2 separate regions of the Callithrix jacchus genome follow, and region 1 is linked to region 2. A link is a contact called in public Hi-C data. All regions are on one chromosome and are shown on one strand. Each heading gives the region's core, a stretch centred on a gene start, on an enhancer-like site or on the middle of the called end of the contact. The rest is flanking DNA. Distances are from core to core; before and after follow the strand shown. Region 1 overlaps JARID2 (jumonji and AT-rich interaction domain containing 2). Region 2 overlaps JARID2 (jumonji and AT-rich interaction domain containing 2).

What was found. A called contact is a pair of places that touch in the nucleus more often than the background predicts.
Region 1: a Hi-C map of skeletal muscle shows a contact between it and region 2, with 4 times the contacts expected there. The contact joins two enhancer-like sites. A contact is called at or near these places in 2 of 3 Hi-C or Micro-C datasets (both in skeletal muscle).

What each region holds. Positions count from the first base shown.
Region 1 is chr4:15,473,245-15,480,331 of calJac240_pri, forward strand. All of the region lies in intron 2 of JARID2 (jumonji and AT-rich interaction domain containing 2), which reads right to left. Among named protein-coding and RNA genes, the nearest start is that of JARID2, 12 kb to the right of the region's middle. Within about 2 kb of position 4,902, at least 4 of the 16 cell types and tissues checked have an H3K27ac peak or open chromatin away from gene starts, as enhancers often do. A contact at or near this core is called in skeletal muscle, where this site is marked.
Region 2 is chr4:15,237,419-15,244,784 of calJac240_pri, forward strand. It overlaps JARID2 (jumonji and AT-rich interaction domain containing 2), which reads right to left. Exons shown (of 18, transcript XM_078368303.1): 6 at 4,738-4,973. Among named protein-coding and RNA genes, the nearest start is that of DTNBP1, 200 kb to the left of the region's middle. Within about 2 kb of position 1,468, at least 3 of the 16 cell types and tissues checked have an H3K27ac peak or open chromatin away from gene starts, as enhancers often do. A contact at or near this core is called in skeletal muscle, where this site is marked.

The DNA.
Region 1 (7,087 bases), core at 3,652-6,151, 240 kb after region 2:
GGGGTATGTCAGTATTGGGACAGCAATCACATCGCTTAATTAGAGCAAGGAGTACAGTTAGAAGAAAGAAAAAAACAAAGCCACCACTTTTTAGCTTCAGCTATTTCCAAGTGAAATCTATCCTCCCTACCTTGCAATGCTTTCCAGTTTACCAGGGCCAAAAGAAAACCCATTTTAATAGCATCATCAGAGTTTTGATTTATCACAAGTACAGAAGATTGAGGAGTACTGCACTCCTTACCTCACCCAGACAAGAACTCCGTAGAACATGAAGCTTTGCAAGTTCTTATTTGCACCAGGAGTTTCAGCAGAACTAATTGATGGTGTTTATATTGAGCTGGTGTTTATACTGAAACAAGTATTTCCCGAACTCTTCAACTACGAGACTTGGCCCATGGCTTAGATATGCCCAGAGCCCAGACTCTGGGACAATGAGGCAAGCCAAATTATGTTCTTTATTTAAAGGTTTCCTTTCTTTTTTTTGAGATGGAGTTTCGCTCTTGTTACCCAGGCTGGAGTGCAATGGTGTGATCTCGGCTCACCGCAACCTCCGCCTCCTGGGTTCAGGCAATTCTCCTGCCTCAGCCTCCTGAGTAGCTGGGAGGCTGTATTTAGTCTCTACTAAAATACAAAAATTAGTTGGGCATGGTGGCACGTGCCTGTAATCCCAGCTACTCAGGAAGCTGAGGCAGGAGAATTGCCTGAACCCAGAAGGCGGAGGTTGCGGTGAGCCGAGATCACACCATTGCACTCCAGCCTGGGTAACAAGAGCGAAACTCCGTCTCAATTAAAATAAATAAATAAATAAATAAACCACAATGGTTTGGAATTCTAACAGTAGTTTTGAGGATTACGGTATCGAATGAATATTTGAAAACACTTTTAAAGACACAGAACACTGAATCATGCAGTAACACCCTCCAATGGCCCCCACCTAAGTAACTCAAGTTCACAAGTTCACTATTAAATCCAGACCCTCCCTGGCCCCCTGCACTGTGGAAAAAAGTGATAAACTGCATTGGTATTTAAATAGAAATCTGATCTCTGACACTAGAAGATGTAATCATCACTGGGGATTACTTTCATGCATCTTTAAAATTCTTTCAGATTAAAAGTTCTGTCAGAGTGTCAATACCAATACTATTTAGCAAAACTTGCCTCTAACTCAGTTACAGTTTTAGGTCAACACTTCAAACCAAAAGCAAAAAAATACTGTTGCACTGAGATGAATGAACAACTCTCTGCTGTCCATATTTTAATCTGACTGTCCCTTTTTTGTTATTTGGAAAGCAAACTTGAGTTAGATCCAAGTAAAAATTATTTGCTCCTGAAATGACAGCTCGTTGTGGCTTTAACTCCTTTTTGAGAATGAGGGGCTTCTTTAGCAATATTGTAAAAAAAAGAGAGAGAATGAAGGACAACATACATAAATAAATATATAAAATTAACCCCCCTCAAAAAAATGTAACCAGCTAGGAGGCCTAGTGAGGAGGCTGAACAGTGATTAAAACCGAATGTTAAACAAAATCCCACTAATATAACCTCATCCCCACAACACACCCATCTAAACTGTCCTAAGTGCAGACGAACAAGCCCAAGCAAACAGTTTATGATCTTCAAAAGATTAAGGAGCCAAGTCTACCATTCCTTTGGCATCTCTCAAAGCCAGAGGATTTGCCACTCCAAATCATCAGTTTGAGAAGGAGACGTGGCATTGTGTATAGGCCCAGCCTGGTGGTGTCACAGCGCTGGCAAGGCAAGACCACGCAAGCAAGCCTTTCAAGGCAGCTGAAAACCATGTGCTACCAATTTGACTGGGGCTCCAGACCATGACTCCTTATTAAATGCCTTCCATTCACATCAGCCCTTTCATCCTCCACCATCAAGACAGTATTACAAGCTGAAAATAGAACAAACAGAGCTTTAGGGCTCTGGGCAGCATAAGAATGGAAAAGGAGGCAATTTAGGTAAAACCAAGTGTTAGGTTCCACCTCGTCTCTAGGGGTACATCTAGCCTGGAAAATAAAAGGCAGGCAAAGTAGTTCATTCAAAAGTATGCAAAAAAGTAATGCTTCTTCTTAGACACCCTGTGAATACTACCCTCATCCTCACAAACCAGGGAGGGCAGAAGGAAGATAAAAATCCCATCAATCAGGCCGAGTGCGGTGGCTCACACCTATAGTCCCAGCACTTTGGGAGGCCGAGGCAGGTGGATCACGAGGTCAAGAGATCGAGACCATCCTGGTCAACGAGGTGAAACCCCGTCTCTACTAAAAATACAAAAATTAGCTGGGCATGGTGGTGCGCACCTGTAGTCCCAGCTACTCGGGAGGCTGAGGCAGGAGAATTGCTTGAACCCACAAGGCGGAGGTTGCGGTGAGCTGAGATCGTGCCATTGCACTCCAGCCTGGGTAACAAGAGCGAAACTCCGTCTCAAAAAAAAAAATCCCATCAATCCTAAAGTTTGTCTGGGTGTAAAGAGACTCGCACTGTATTTTTCCATAAGTTAGGAAGAAAACCAAACCTTGGGGAGAAGGAAAAGTGCTAAGCACCCTTATTATTTCCATCCTCTTCCTCAAACTGGGATATACTATAAACAGCATAGATGACCCAGAAACACAGTTTCCTCTTCAATCTTGCACTTGGAGAATTATAGCCACAATGACCTGCAGAACTTAAAATAACACGGTCTAAACAGTCACAGTTTATAAAGCACTTCACACTTAACATTTGATTCAGCCTCCCACAAAATGACCTTGAGAGGCCAATAATGAAGGCACAATTATTCCCATTTCAAAGGTAAAACTGAGACCTGGAGAGGTGATTTACCCAAGATGACAGAGCAGAGATTCTCAACTTAAGTCTGACTTCAAAGTCACCGCTCTCCTCCCAGCTTTCTGCACCCCTGCTGCCAATTAACTTGTAAATGCGCGTCAGACAAGGGCAATGTCGTATTTTCAAACTCCCAACACAGGGCCAGAACATGGTAAGCAACCGAAATATGCTGTATTAAACTGAACAGTCTTCCAAGCCACAGCCCAAAGGGATCTTTGCAAACATAGAAAGCCCACTTCTCACAAACAACGCTAAGATCACGTATGGGAACAATGTGATTATGGGTCATCTTTATTACTTAAGTATCTCTATGTCCTCACAAAAAAAAGCATTTCATACATATAAAGAATATCACTGTATAATTACCCAAGGCTCTCCCTCTCCTTTCCCTTCCCTACCGGAGCTGTTCTGGCTAATAATACGTTGTGTTCCTGGAGCAATTTTGTTTTACAAAGTGCTTTCACATATCTTATCTCATTTAGTTCAAAATGCCCTGAAAGAGGACACAAAGAAAATAGAAACTTAAATAAAACTCCACTGACATCTTTACTACTCATTACAAATGCCTGTACTGGTTTTTAAAAGCCAAGAAACAAACAAACAAACCCACTGGCCTAACGCGTACGACCTGTGGGACCGTAAATTAGTATGGTCTCTCTCCAAGAAAGCAAGGAGCTAGCAACGATCATAACGGAAGCACGGGCACTTCTGAGTCAGTCATTTCACAGTGAAGAATTTAGAGTTGAGTGCAAACAGATGCATGCAAAGCGAGCTGCAGGCATCATTTTGTACAATGGCCCAAAACCTGTAAAAAACCATCCCAAAGAGATGAGTCAAGAAAATGGTGGTATCCATCAACCAACTGCCTTGAGGCCATTAAAAATCATTGTCTTTGATTACCATCAAAGTTATCAATGCAAACCGCAGTTATTAAAAATACAGCATTTGGCCGGGCGCGGTGGCTCACACCTATAATCCCAGCACTTTGCGAGGCCAAGGCGGGTGGATCATGAGGTCAAGAGATCAAGACCATCCTGTTCAACAAGATGAAACCCCGTCTCTACTAAAAATACAAAAATTAGCTGGGCATGGTGGTGCGTGCCTGTAATCCCAGCTACTCGGGAGGCTGCGGCAGGAGAATTGCTTGAACCCAGGAGGCGGAGGTTGCGGTGAGCCGAGATCACGCCATTGCACTCCAGTCTGGGTAACAACAGCGAAACTCTGTCTCAAAAAAAAAAAAAAAACACAGCACTTAAAGAGTATGAGCCCACATTTGTAAAACTGCATCTACAAGTGGAGGAATGCCCGGTATAAGATTTCAATGATTTCTACCTTTTGAGTACTTGTCTGATTTGAATCACTTCTTAACCAAAAAAGGCCATCTGCACAAAAGTAAAATGCTATTGGCTTAATTAGGTATGGGGATTACACATGGATTTTATTTTTCCATGAAAATGAATCAATTACTGTAGTTACCATGGATAACTAAGAATCCCCCTGAAAGGAAGAAGTATTTCCAAAGGCAGTAACAGAGAGGGCCTTCTACTGTATTGGGCCTGGATTTCATGCCCCAGCTGTCTCTGATAAAATGTGCAACCACACGCAGGTCACTTAACAACAGTACTAGAAACCTGAGAAATTCTCAACTATAAAATTATAGTATCCAACACTGTGATCAGTTAAGTCTATCTTTTCCACTGGATCCATACCAATTCCCTCCTACTACTAAGTAACACTTGAAATACTCCAACACAAGTTTGAACTCAAATATTCCTCAAATGTATACTATGCAATAGACATTAACGTTGACCTACACAGACATAAATTCAGCCCCTACTCTTGTAGGGTTAATAGGGTGAGAGACATGTAAGCAAATAACTCCAGCACCTAAACATCAAGTGTGAGACCAGTCAACAGGGAGAAATAGCTCTGCCAGACTGAGTCAACAGGGTGGCAGGCTTCAGACAGACACCATGAGCTCCTCAGGTAATCCATTCACCCAGCAAGTAGAAGAGTAAGACACGGGGCTCAGCTGAAGCCCAGGATGTGTGAAGTGGATCAGTGGCAGGATAAGCACAGAGCAGAGCAAGGGCTTTTTATGCCATGCTGAGGACAAACTTAATTTAGACTCGATCCTGAGAGAGCCACTGAAGGATCACGATCAGATCATGATCAGATTTGTAAATTCAAGGACTATGTCTTCTTTAGTTAAACGTCTTTGTGCACAGATTCAGCGCACTCCAATCTTAATTCTCAATCTATCCCTCTTTCCATTTCACCATCCAGGTGTATTTGGGAGTCAAGTGTTGGCTGATATAGGACGGGGTGGAAGGTGATTACATCACCTTCTAATCCATAAAGCCTTGTTCAGTATCCCAAAGTGCATCTGTTACTTGCTATCCACTTGCTTTATTAAGAATCAAAGTGCAGAATTTATTTGATTCATTTATATCTGAGTCAGGCAGGAAGGCCGCCGGCAGGCCTGATGTCTCCAGGTTGGTGATTTCCAACTGTGTAATAATACCTTGAGCATTTGTGCAGCAGTATGCAGTTTACAAAGTGCTTTCACATCAAAAATTCCCCTGTTTCTCCCAGCAACAAGCCTGTGAAGTGCATGAAACGAGTTGTCCAGATGAGGAAATAGCTCAGCGAGGTTGTATAGCTTGCCTGATGTCACACAGCCAGTTTAAAACAGGGCCAAACTTGAACTAGACTCACATGCCCAACCCTGTTCATTACCACAGAGGTACCCCATATAGTCACAATCCTGTCCAAATCTGAGGCTTTCATTACTGAGGTCCATTTAGTAGAAGTAATAAGGCACGTACACAAAGCACACAAGTCTGCTGCTTAACAGAATAAGCATTCATTCAGCCCCCTTCTGCAAACCTATAGAAAGACTAAATGCAAGAAACACATGCTCACTCCTAATCCCTTCTCATTTCCTCCTGGCACCTGTTTCTGCCCCCACAGGCACCAAACACTCTAACAGCTGGCCGAAATGAGAACCAAGAGATAATACACTACCACTGCAGACCAAGCTGTCACCAAAATGGTGGTTAGGAAATAATGGAAACAGAAACACCCAGATTTTAAGAGATCAATAAAATGGACACCAAAAGATCTCCCACATTCTCATGACAGATTCAGTCACTTAAGATACCTGGGCTGTGCTGGGCACAGTGGCTCAGGCCTGTAATCCCAGCACTTTAAGAGGCTGACGCGGGCGGTTCACGAGGTTAGGAGCTGTGAGCAGCCTGACCAACATGGTAAAACCCCATCTCTAATAAAAATACAAAAATTAGCTGGGCGTGGTGGCACGCACCTGTAATCCCAGCTACTCAGGAGACTGAGGCAGGAGAATCGCTTGAACCCAGGAGGCAGAGGTTGCATTGAGCTGAGATCGCGCCACTGAACTCCAACCTGGGAGACAGAGCGAGACTCTGTGTAAAAAAGTAAAAAATAAAAAAAGATACCTGGGCTGCTGTCCAGGTACACCGGTCTCCAGGTAGATAAGAGTCACACAATGCATTCTTTTCACTCCTTCCTTACTCCCCGCTCAAAAAAAAGTTACTATTAAGAATTCCTGCCAGCCGCAGTGGCTCACACCTGTAATCCCAGCACTTTGGGAGGCCAAGGCGGGTGGATCACATGCCTGGACTTTTTGTATTTTTAGTAGAGAGGAGTTTCACCACATTGGCCACGCTGGTCTCCAGACATCAAGTTATCCGCCAGCCTCTGCCTCCCAAAGTGCTGGGATTACAGGCGTGAGCCACGGCACCCAGCCCTGTGGCTATGTATTTTGTTAACCTTCTAGGACCCCAGTACATAAACATTGCTGTTGATAATACTTCAGTGTTCACTGGCCTTCCTCTTCATGGGTGATGGAGCTTGACAGACTTACAAAATTAGAACTTAAAATCCAATTGAGACCTTTTAGGCAGCACCAGCTCTCAAGAATAGCTCTCAACAACTTCTAGCAGTAGGGTTCCTCTTTCGCTAACACCCGCATCTGTCCTATGATTATGTAAGTCATTATGTATAATGTTCGCATTACTCACAACGCCTCATTAACACATCTGGACAGCCTTTGTTTAATGGACGGCCCAGCCCCTGGTAAGGACTCAGAGCAAATGACTTCCCCAGTGCTCCATGGTCCCCTAGGCCTCAAAGTCAGGGGCAAAGATACAAGTACAAGAAAAAGTCAACAGCCCTGGGAAATCAAACCGGTTCCTGTAAGTCTGGACAACTG
Region 2 (7,366 bases), core at 218-2,717:
GAAGGTGACCGCTGCACGTCCTGAGGGATTCCACAGAAAGGCACATACAAGAAGCCATCCAAGCTCGCTGAAGAATGAGTGTCTAGGTGCACTACTGCAGGACCCTCCAGTGAATGACAGTACGTTTCAGCTGAGAAGCTTTACACGTAAATAAGCTTCGTCAGAGCTGAAGTTGCTCCTTCTCTCAGCTCTGTTGAGGATTTCTGGCGTCTCAGCCCATTCCCCCCACCAGCTGCCAACCCACTTCTGCAGAAAATGAGGTATCTGCAGCATGTGCTCCTTGGCTCATAGCCATCCGTCACCTGTATCTCAGGTGATTCCAGGTGCATGGCCATGAGGTTTTAGGGCAACCCCTCCTAGTCATAACATAATGAGTTCAATGTAACAGGCAAGGCTGAGAGCATTTTCCAGTTACATTCAGCTTGATGAATAGTTGCAACAATACCTCATTCTTCTTGCAGAAGGGATATAAGATGAGAGATATGAAAGCCCAGGACATCAAACGTTCCTACCTTTGTTCTTAATAACAGAAATTCCATAAAAACTGTGCCCAGTCCACACTCTGTGTGCTTACTTTAATATAAAATCCCTCCCCCTCCACCCTTACGGGTTTTTCCCCACCTCCTTTCCGTCACACACAATATTTAAATCAACTCACTATAATGACAGATGACAAGGAGAAATGCACTTCCAAGGCAGAGCAGAAGATAAGAAATGACTCTGATGTTTTTGGTTAACTAAGCAAAAGCGTTTTAGTCGCTCAAGATGATGATGCTGTCCTCAGTTCAACCTCAGATTCAGTGGTGAGCTCTTCTTCCCCACGAGAGGGAGCCATTGAGCCGAGGCCTCTGCCAGGCTTTCAAAACAGAGCCAGAGCCCAGAGAGAGAAACAGTTGGTGGCTGGGGGTAGTCCATTTGCACTTTAAAACTTGAATCAAACACAAAGAGCCTAAACAGAAGCGAAAGGCACTGGACAGACAGTGAGTTATGGAAGGGGAGGAGCAGCCTGCTCAAACACGGACCGCAGCAGCAGATGGGCAGGAGCCTTCCAGCCAAGGTCAAGGCCAAGGCGAATGTGCTCTGGAAGAGATAACTGGGTCCTACCGGAGAATCTGGATGTATGCATAACCTCTCCTCCCACTGAAGGCAGAGTTACAGGGTCACAAACACCACACCACCAGCAAGTGCAATTCTGATGACAATGTCATCAGAAAAAAACCTTAAACTTTTTTTTAAGGCTGATACGATTTTCTGTATTTCCTTCTTGATGGTCTTACTTCATTTTCCAGAACTTTAAATGAATAGTCTCAATTTCTTGGCCCTCTCTGAATCTTACAAAGGCAGGACTTCTCTGCAACCCTTACACATTTTCATATGAAAACCTCTTCAGTGACAGTAGCCTAGCTCAGTGGAAGCCCCTGCAAAGCCAGCAGGATTAGGCAGCTGAGCGTTCTCTTCTCGCACTCAGCCTCAGCGCAAGAAATGAGAATCACACGTGACCACATCTGGCAGAGCCTAACCGTCCATATCCTGGCTTACAAACCACACAAATTTCTACACAAGTAAAAAACCCGCTCTGACTCTCTTGAAAAACTACCGCTTCAAAACCCTTCCTAGGGATAAAGCTTGTTTGTTTGACCATCCTAAATTCGTTACTTTCTGAGAAGTACTATTTCAGGAAAGCAACAGAAAATCATCATTTGCTCCTTGGTGAGACCCTTACCATACAACCAAATTACTGCACAGACACAATCCCAGCCCCCTGACAATTGCAATGTTACACAGGCTATGCACTCCAGACAGAGACAGCTCATTTAGTATTATCCAGAGTAAAGGGCTGGCCAGATCCTCATACCAACAACAGGGCATAGGTGAAGTGTGCGGTGGAATGTTCTAAGTCTCCAGGGACTCCATAAATCACACGCACTATCACATGGCATTACCCGGTGCGCAGGAGGGGAAGTGGTTTCACACTTGGCAGACAGGCACATGTCCCCACATAGTTCATCAGAGCAAGCAAGGAAAAGGCACTTCTCAGCAGCACCCCAAAAAGTTATATCCCTCCACACTTCATACAATTACATTTAGGCTTTGAAGCAAACAAAAACAAAACAAAACAAAACAACCCACATATCATAGTTGAAATGAAAGATCAGAGGATCCTCTGGACCCATATCCTTCCGGCAGCTGAAAAGATGAAAGGTCACAGTCTAATCATTTGCATCAAGCAGTCACAAGGGAATCTACGATTTGTTTTTATTGACCTTATTTTCAGAGTACTTAACTAACAGGACCTGGGGGTTGGAAAATTTTCCTTCTGTTTCTCACAATGACCCTGTGCGAGGACTTGGCAAGGCTGGCTCGAAAGGAGTAATAGGGCCCGGGAAGGTTAAATAGCACATCTCAAGTCTCACTGAAGAGAAGGGTCAGAGCCGAACTAGAATCCTTACCCACGGGTCATTCCATCTGGGCTGGTTAGACTGGAGCAGGGAGGGAGGAGGAGAAGGAAGAGGGAGAAAGCAGGGGCAGGTGACAGGAGAGGATCTTCGTCCATGAGCATATGGGGCTACCTGCAAGGACTCTACCCTGAGCCCTGGAAGCAGCTGAGCTCCCGCACTGACTCAGACAACAGAGGCCTGCTATGTGGGAGGTCCTCTTTCCTGCACCTCAGATCCTGCACAGGGAACAGGTCACATGAACACTCCATGGAGCACAGGGCCAGGCAGGGCCATCCCAGGCTAGGGCGGTACTTTCTACTCCTCCTCAGTTCTTTGCTGTGCCCAACTGTGCTAATCCCTCTCATCCCCTTACAAAGGGAAACCCTGAACTGAATGAAGGGCAAGGGCTGAGAGTATGCTCTGACCAGCTGAGATGACAGGTGTATCCCACACATCTCAATTCGTGACTGTGCAAGAAGGTGTGCACACACGTGTCTGCGGTGCATGAGAACATCCAGTCACGTGTGCATTACTCAGGTCCTCCTCCGCCCTGCACTCCTGCCTCACCATCCCGAGGACGGGGTCTTGGGGCAGAAAGGCAAGATTTGGAAGCTCACCTGGATATGGCCGCCAGTCCTGATATGGCCCATTAGAACGTTACCACAACTGAAAAACCTCAAAAAAGCAAAGTGGGATGAGCAGAAGATAAACCGAAACAAATAACCCTATTCTAGGATCCTGGGAAAACAGACAGGATGCAGTCGCATGGTGTAATCGCTGTCTTTCTCTCTGGGTTACTTCTAATTCTTTTCTCTTTCGTGAATGAAAACCTTACGTTGGAGAGGTCTGTACAAGTCTCCATGGGACCGACAGCATTGCAAACAGGGAGGGAGTGAAGAATCAGAGACCCAGGGCCAACAGCCTGGCGCCTCCCTGGGCTTTGTGCCTCCTGTGCTGACACCTGGGGGCTCAGTGGTTGAGAGAGGCCAGCTAAGCACATGGTGTGGGTCCAGTTCCACACTGGCTACAGTCTCTGGAAGTGTTTTGGCAACAGTGGCCAGCATTTAATCCATGCTAGGTATGTGCGGACTATGGAAACATGAAAGCGGTGATTCTTGCCCCATCCCTTCCCCCCCCAACGGCATACTGTTTGACAGGTAAAGGTTCATGTGTGCATGCACAAATACCTGTGTGCCTGCGTGTGAAGAGTCACGTGTTCACGTTCAGAGAGAAATAATCTCCAACATCATCAAGAATGAGAAAGACAACCTCCAGCACGAGATGAAGTTGAGTATGTTCACAGCACAAGGACCATGTGTCAGTCATTCTGCAACACTGCCAGCCAGGACATCTCTTCTGTCCCCTCCACAACTTCCTCTGAATCTACCTTTGAAAATCATAGCCTCTGGTCTCTTCTGGGGAAGATTTTAACATTCTCTGTTCAACTTGGTAAGGAAAGCGCATCAATGATCCCATCACTCAGAGGATGTTAAAATGGAGTGGGGACAGAGGATGAGGAATCAGTGAAATGCCACCTGTACGGGGACAGACGCTCAGCTGTGTGCCTGCAGGAACCTGCCTCTTTCCTGACAACTCATTCCCAGGGATGGGAAATCCAGACAGCAACAGTGGCCAAGCCCTGAGGCATTCTTCAAAGCTGCCCCACCAGGACCTGTGTTATCTGTGGCCCTGGGGAGCGGGAGTGGGGGCAGTTTGGGGCAGGCAGGAGCAGGAGGTGATCAGGGTGGCATCCATCCCCACTCTGTGGATGCTATGGCACAGGACCCAAACGCCTTCCATGGAAGAGGTGCCACCCAGCCACACCCCATTCCACATGGACTGCTCGGCAGTGCACATGCCATGCACACATTCTGCTTCAAAGGCCGAGTGGTGAAATGTTAACTCGTCACATCAAAAAGAACAGAAAAGTAGACCAGGATCGTCTACTAACAGAATTACAGCATTTACAGGCCTGTTTCAAAACTTAGCCTGAGAAAACACGTTCCCTGCCACTCTACCACCTGTTTGGAGCCCAGGGTGGATGGGTGGGAGAAGGCTTACGTAAGAAAATGAGTTCCCTTTCTCGTGATCACAGGTGGTGAATGCAGTGGCCCCCAGGGCTCAATGCAAATCCAACTGACCTGCCTCAGCTCATGCAAAGGCATTCTGACTCTCCCTCTCTCCCTTCTGAGCACCACCTCCTGCTTCCTGAGCCTGCTGAAGATGAATTTTCAGCTTGCTGAAGTGAAGCGGGAAACTGGGGTCTGGCGCACATGCAGGCACCCCTGGTGGATTTTACCTGCTTCCGTAAGTCCTGAGCCGACCGATGCAGAGAGGGGTGGTGGTGGTTGGCAGCGGGCCCCTTGGCCGAGGAAGCCATGGAGGGGGTCGCTGTGGGGTGGTTCGCCGAAGCCGGCTCCCGGCGGCTGTCAGCCCGGTGGTCGCTGTGCTTCTCCTTCGCGGGAGTGGCTTCTTTGCTTTTGTGTTTTTGAACAGGTTCCTTCTCCCGTGTCGACCTGCTGGAACCATTGAAAACTAGAAAAGGAAGGAGAAAACAAGAATAAAATCACCACTTGACCACTACCATGTAACCTACTGATATGGTTTGGCTGTGTCCCCACGGAAATCTCACGTCAAACAATAATCCCCATGTGTTACGGAGGGACCTGGTGGGAGGTGACAGGATCACAGAGGCAGTACTCCCCACGCTGTTCTCCTGATACCGAGTGCGCCCTCATGACATCTGATGCTTTGCTGTTGTTGTCTTTTTGTTTTTTGAGACAGAGTCTTGCTCTGTTGCCAGGCACCAGGCTGGAGTGCAGTGGCGCAATCTCGGCTCATTGCAATCTCTGCCTTCTGGGTTGAAGCAATTCTCCTGTCTCAGCCTCCTGAGTAGCTGGGATTAAAGGCGCACACCACCACACCCAGCTAATTTTTCTTTTCTTTTTTCTTTTTTAGTAGAGACAGGGTTTCATCATGTTGGCCAGGATGGCCTTGATCTCTTGACCTCATGATCTGCCCACCTCAGCCTCCCAAAGTGCTGGGATTGCAGGCGGGAACCACCGCGCCCGGCAGATCTGATGGTTTAGAAGGATTTGGCAGTTCCCACCTCAGGCTCTCTCTCCCGCTGCCAGGTAAGATTAGCTTTGCTGCCCCTTTGCCTTCTACCATGATTAAGTTTCCTGAGCCCTCCCCAGCCATGCAGACCTGTGAGTCCATTTAACCTCTTTTCTGTATTAATTACCCAGTCTCAGGTAGTATCTTCATAGGAGTGTGAGAATGAACTATTCACACCTCCACTCCCTGAAGGCAAAAACCATCGACCATAAAATGTCAGGCGTTCTCAAAAAAAAAAAAAAAAAAAAAAAAAAAAACAGAAACAAACAGACAAAAAAAACAACCAGCATCCTGAATGCAGATGACAGGAAAAAGCCTAAACAACAAGACACAAAACTAAATTGAAATCCTAACCATTAAAAATTATGTGCTTTGGCTAAGACGATGGAAAATACATTCTTTAAAAAACTCCCTACAGTAAAACTCAAGCACCCCTCAAAATATCAACATCAGACCTTAAGAAAAAGAACTTAACCTTAGGAAAATAACACAGCCTCATTCCAAGAAAATGGCCGCCTGGAATCTAAGTAAAGACAGAGGGGACCCAGAATAATAAAGTGTGTTCTGAGATTTAAAAGAGACGCATTTGGAGGCCAGAGAGCTACTGACGTGCATGGGGTGGGGATACAGCTGCTTTGTCTGACCTGTTAGTGACAAGAGAGATGAAGAAAGGGGTGATGGGGCTTGGAGCCAGACCCATTTCTATTCCTAAATTCAAAAACAGCAGTAATAGCTAATGTTTCTCTTTTTTTTTTTTTTTTTGAGATGGAGTCTTGCTCTGCTGTCCAGGCTCGAGTGCAGTGGCATGATCTCAGGTCACTGCAATCTCGGTCTCCCAGGGTCAAGCTATTCTCCTGCCTCAGCCTCCCGAGAAAGTGGAAATACGGGCACGTGTCACCACAGCCAGCTAATTTTTTATATTTTTTGTAGAGACGGGGGTTTCACCATGTTAGCCAGGATGGTCTCGATCTCCTGACCACATGATCCACTCACCTTGGCTTTCCACCATCCTGGGATTATAGGCATGAGCCACCACGCCAGGCCCACTAATAGCTAATATTTCTTAAGTGCTTAATATAAGCCAGGGGAACTATACAAAGCCCTGAAGGACACTCAGCCTCTGAATCCTCAGAACAACCATACAGGACAGGACACTTACTGATGGAGGAGGTAAGTGCCTGGCACAGGCCATGCCACCAGTCCCTTGTCTATGAGGTCAGCCTAGGCCCAAGCCCACCACACCACTCCACAAACCCCAGGTGGCTAGAAGTGAGAATTTCCAGTGAGCACGGTGCTTCCTACCCACTGGGCAGAAATTTCAAAAGAGAACAGGGATGCTCGGGGTTTCTATGGGAAACCTGGTAACACCAACGTGAAGGGTTTCTCCTTCTGCTGTACAGGCCCTCACATTTCTGTAACTCACAAAGGCCGTCCTCTCCCCACAAACAGTCCAAACAGGGCCTATTTCCTCAGGGAAGGAGGAAGGGCACCCTGTTCCTGGGTTGCTTTAGGCAGAGCAGCAAGGGGAAGCTACAGTGATTTTTTTTTTTTTTTTTTTTTTTTTTTGAGATGGAGTTTCGCTGTTGTCCGGCAGGTTGACGGCTAAAAGCTACAGTGATCTTTTAGCCGTCAACCTGACGGAGGGAGTACTCAAAAGGTTACCCTGTCCGCTCATCCATCTGGCAATTGAGGAACTGCAGGCTGTGCCCACCCCAACCAGCACTTGCAGAACACTTCAGGTAGAATTCTACTACCCCCGCTGCGGCAGATCAAAGTGAAAATTCTTCCTCCTTTGAGTTGGAAATCTCTTC